2 separate regions of the Drosophila melanogaster genome follow, and region 2 is linked to region 1. The links are chromatin contacts, called in public Hi-C maps. All regions are on one chromosome and are shown on one strand. The core of a region is the stretch at or near the end of the contact, and the rest is flanking DNA. Distances in the headings are between cores, read along the strand shown. Region 1 holds the start of CG7724. Region 2 overlaps Rbp6 (RNA-binding protein 6).

The links. Hi-C and Micro-C count contacts between places; a contact is called where the count stands out from the background.
Region 2: a contact with region 1 is called in a Hi-C map of the Kc167 cell line, with 2.1 times the contacts expected there. A contact is called at or near these places in 61 of 107 Hi-C or Micro-C datasets (the Kc167 cell line, the ML-DmBG3-c2 cell line, the OSC cell line and 22 more) and 1 of 7 datasets of targeted methods (the Kc167 cell line).

The regions. Positions count from the first base shown.
Region 1 is chr3L:17,054,291-17,056,978 of dm6, reverse strand. CG7724 reads right to left here and starts at 1,366. Exons shown (of 4, transcript NM_140700.3): 1 at 1,302-1,366. It overlaps rogdi (rogdi,), which reads right to left. Exons shown (of 8, transcript NM_168717.2): 8 at 1,525-2,681. The coding sequence ends at 2,613.
Region 2 is chr3L:17,101,810-17,104,497 of dm6, reverse strand. The region is part of intron 7 of Rbp6 (RNA-binding protein 6); the gene reads left to right. Among named protein-coding and RNA genes, the nearest start is that of CG7724, 48 kb to the right of the region's middle.

The DNA.
Region 1 (2,688 bases), core at 117-2,616:
ACTGCAGGTTAGCTGGGCTGGCTTAAGTGGTTAAGTGGAGTTTCCGTGAGAGTGGCTTTTATGGTCGGCGGCCCCACTTGGACCAGCCCGGCCACTTGGACATCACACACATAAACTGGCTCATCACCAGCCGGCGACCTTCTTCGAGGGTCAGCGGAGCAGGTTTCCAAGTGACTCGGCGGTTTTTCAAATGCTCGGCTTACGTGACGCTCCGCGGCGCTAATAAAGGCGGCCACTTTTATATTACCTATATGTTTACTTATAGTTATAGTTAGTTTGTGTAATCCAAATTCCCATGATTACTTCAATTATTTGCTTTTTATAGTCTGTGTAATATAAACTGGCTTTCACCTTATCAAAATGGGTTTTAACTACTATTTATTTGCATAAATGTAAATATGAGTAACCAACTTACTAGTTTGTATCTTATAGTATATAGAGCTACATATATTCCTTGATTACAGCAAATACTTTTTATTAATTTAAAATAAAATCTGAAAATAACTTTCAAAGCTGTAATTAAGTAACAATTATTTCTTAATGGCCTAGAGCTTAGTAAAAATAAATAAACTTACTAATTAAATCATTATTTTCGGTTACCTTCTAATGCAACGCGACCTTAATTCTGTTCGTATTAATGGCATTCGCACTTTTAAAGTGCCAAAAATGACTGTTAACTTTATAATTTATAATATAAGCAAAGTTTGAATGCTGTTCGCACATTTAGACGGATATATTGAAGATATAGTGAGCAGCTAGTTTCCGTTGTAGAGGAAATCTGATGAAAATTCGTATATAAATCATTGTCGCTCTATAGCTTTCGATTTCTACTTCCCCTTAGTGTGTTACTTGGCCACGGTCAACTTTTGTTTTGAATGAATTTATTAGACCCCGTCCAGTAACTAAGGCCGTTGAGCAGACTCAAAAAGACATTAAAAATAATAAGATACTAATGGTGACAGCAGCAACATCTGCAACAGCCACATTTGCAGCAGCAACATGGCCATCGGCCAAAGCAACAGCAACTTACAAGATACAATATACGGCAGCAATCTCAACAAAGGGAAACATGGCTCAATGTGCTAATGTTTTCGCTGGGCGGTCTTACAGATTACAACACAGCATCAAAACAATTACCGCGAACTGGTTTCCGCGTCTATTTCGACATGCACGTCAACACACACGATTTTTTTTTGGCATTTTGGCCTGGCCATTTTAAACTTGTAAACACTCGACCAATAAATGGCACCTGTCTATCTAGAAGCCCGAAAGTCGTAATATCTATATCGTTCGATGCTTACCAGGAAAATTTGGCACTTTTTTGTGAGCAAACCTTTGGGCTTGCCTGCTGACTGGAAACTGTTTGTTGGTCATAAACAAAAGTGGCCGAAACCGAAACGATCGTTGTCGAGCCACTTGGCTATCACTTATCGTTATCGTCATCGTCCGCGCTGCTATCGATCGCAGTCGTCGAGCATTTGGCGCGCGCAATTGAAAGTTCGTTTTTCAAAATGCATGGCATTTGGTAAAAGGTAATTTTTATTCAACAACAAGTAAATGAATGTGGACAGTAAGTACGCTTAGTGATTACATAAATAGTTGTCTTCTCTTCCCATGCATTTAGTGGGGTGCTTAGGCAATTGCAATATTCAATAAGTACAGTGGTAATTGTTTTCGTTGCATCTCATTCAATAACTTTCTATATCTTTATAAACTCCCTGGTAGATGTATAAAGTAAACGAGAAGTAAAGGCCGTTGATACAAATGACTTTGGATTAGATTAGGATTGGGCGCTCTTAACCATTAACCATTAACGAGTACGCGAAATACAATTACGGATATACAATTACGAATACGAATACAAAACGGTGTTTAGTTTAGTACAATTAAAAATTCTGTTCACATTTCGGTTTGGTTTATTACAACAATATCATGTAAATGCCGATGTAGATGCCCCTTCCGTGTGCACCTAAGTATGTATGTATATAGGGGGCTGTGTTAGGGGGTATAAACGTTGTAAGTACCGACTTTAAGTACCGATTGACTGCTGACTTGGTGGATTTTGTTGCATCGTAGCAAACATAAATAAGGGCCATGGTATTACATTACATTAAATTACATGTACGAATAAACTATAATTATCTAGCAATTTCATTTTGTTACACATACAAACACAATTGGTTTTCACAAACGTTCTCTGTTCTCAATTCTCAGCCTAATGCTATTTAGATGCATTTTGATGCATAATTGGAGTGACGTGAAGCGATGAACTCAGGTTCTGCGTAGTCGTAATTTAACATGAATGTTGATTGTGTACATTAAACTAGTTGTATGCATGTATGTATGTATATAACTTTCTATACACTACTGTATATAGCAGTATAGTGTTTTAAAGTATTGTATTGTATAGTATAGTATATAGTATAGTATGCATGGGTATTATGGGTGTGCCGTTTCCAGTAGCAACATTTCAACTAACATTATTTACTTCGCTATTACAAGTACGGTTCTTTATTAGCTATTATTGTTGTTATTGTTTCTGTCGCCGATCCACCAGTGCCATCGATCAAGGGTTTCCATACCCGGCTTCCATTTCCCGGCGCATTCCCGTCTCAGTAGGAAAGTGCCGAGGGCGAACGCGAGCCAACTGTGAAATCTTTGTACACCGAAAACACAGATATCTGCGAA
Region 2 (2,688 bases), core at 133-2,632, 48 kb before region 1:
TGGAGTTTAATCGATTTGCATGACTGAATCTTGAGAAACCAATTTAAATATTAAATTAGACACTTTTTGAGATCATGGGAAAGTCTATCAATCATTGTCTAGCCTCTCACAAGTTTGAATACTTATCGTTGTGGATTTGAAACGATAAGGTTTTTTGAAACGCCATTAATGGTGTTTAAAAAATTTATAAATAAGCAAGTAGTCCTTTAAAACTGTCAATGAATGTTTATGTTCTTTTTATCACTTTTAAATGATTTTTACAAGATTTTTCAAGTGATTGAGCAAAATTGAGTTATAATTAATTGATACGAGATTTTATTCTTTAATTCCGCTTTATATAACTAAACGTTATATGCAATTTAAAGTGGCAAACAAACTCTCAACCGCCAGCTTTTCTTTCCTTTTCTCAAATGAGAATCCATTTTGCCCGCTGCGTAAGCTAACCCTAAGCTCCATTTATAATGCTCCTTGCACTCTGTAATCCATGACCGCGATAATCGCCTCTGGTCCGGCATAAAACTCTATTTCCAACAATTTGCCCCGTCGACCGACCAACAATGGCACAACAAATGAGCATGCGATTTGCTTGTGTCAGCGGAGGTCCAGCGGTTTTCGGTATGGTGCGTATGGTACAGTGGAGCCCCGCAGCATCATCATTGGGTCGGGACCGCAAGTTCCCTGGGATTCCCTGGTTGGCCAGGGCTTATCTCGGTTTCATTACAGTTATTGTCGTTGTCATCAGTTTGCCATGTGCCACAATGTTGCACAGAAGCCAACTTCAGCTGCAACTGCGACTGTGAATGCGGCTACCGTTTGCCACCCCATTTTCCCCAGGATTTTCCTTCAGTTATCCCCCCACCCCGGCCCGTTCTTCAGCAGTTTCCACTTCTTAGCTGAGCAACAACAAGGGCCACACTTCCGCTGGCTGCTTGAAATAAAAACTTGCTTGATTCACACACAAAAGGGGAGGGGGTGTGGGTCGGGAAAATTGCACTGCAGCACCGCAACAAAAGCTCCACACACACACACATAGACTCGCCCACCAACACACAAAAAATACGCAAGTACAACATCTAAATGCAATGCCATAGAAAAAATGCAAAAACGCAGTTTCCGCGCAAAACAAAAATAGCGAAAAAAGCAGCTATACAAGAACAACAAAAAAATACTCGTACATAATATAAGTGTAAGCGTCGATTTGGGGGCGTTTTGCGGGGGCGTGGCACTGCCAGCTTCACACTTGAACACGTACAGAGCCCGCGGCATTCGACGTCTTTGACTTGCCAATGCCAAATCCACCCACAACCTCCCACAACCTCCCACAACCACCCACAGGCCACCCACTCACCAGGCTTCTCCTCACATTAAGCGAGCGCTTAAAAGTATGCTACAGGATTTGGCATTTGCTTAAAAGCTGTTTCGACCGATTCGTAGGGATTATTTGATTGCGAGGCGTTTGCATAAATTGATTCTAAAGCGGCAAAAGCAGTAGCAGCTGCAATTCTAAACTCTTGTTCTTCTTCTGCTTCTGGCCCGCCTGCCAGTTGGGTCTGATTTATTACACTCGTTTCAAACACTGCGGTTGCTGGCCAGCAAATGGACAATGCCCTGTGCCGCCTGCCTAATGCGAAACACGTTAAATAATAAATAAATATAATGAAATATATGTGTGGGCTATGGACGGAACTGTGTGCATGTCTGGCTGTCTCCTGGTTAGGCATAAATTCGTTTTATCTGGAGCCGCAAAACGAAAATTGCATCAAAACAAAGGTTTTCTCTACACATGGCAAAAAAAGAAGGAAAAGAACAAAAATAGATGCTGCACCAAAAACCAATGGTTGTGAGATGTAATTAAACAAACATGATGTGAAACAATATAATAAAAGTAAAATGTCTCCGAATTTACTGCGGTTATGCAATCACTTTCAAAACTTCATAAGCCATATAATTCTATCACTTTTTACAAATTATACAAAATTTAAATAGATACATTTTTATCTGATTGCAATGATTTTAAGCTTCGACAATAAGCTAGAAGGCAAAGGGAAGGTTTAAAATATTTTGAAGGCTCTGTTTACAACTTTTTTGCTTGTGTATTCCTGCCCCTACCGTCGCCCCCGCCAGCGCCATTGGGTCAACAGTTTCGGTAGCTGTTTGGCGGTGACGTTTTTGTATAATTAATTTTTCTTGTTCAGTGGTTTTGTACAATCAACATTCGATGTAAAAACATTGCAAACAACTGCCACGCATACAGGCGCACTTAAAGCGGGCTCCCACACACGCACACACACACACACATGCACATACACATATGCACAGATGCCATACATACACGGAATGCCACCGCAGGACAACGAGCAACAACAAGCGGCTGCACTCTTGGGTCCAGGACCAGGTCCTCCGCCACGTCCTCGTGCTCGTCCTCGATTTCGTCCTGGCTGCTTGCATATGCATGCGAAAATGTTAAAGCAAATAAGAAAGAGTGTGAAAACGAGCAGCTTGCCATGTAAACAAGTAAACCAATAAGTGCATTGGTGTGTATAAAAAGGATATACACGACGAGCCACGAACCCTTCGAGTGTGTGGCTTTAAAAACTGCCCAACTAAATCCCCGGTCTCAGTTGCAGCTTCACTTCAGCTAAGCCCGTTCTCGGCCAAAAAGTCCGCCCACGAAAATCTGAAAAGAAT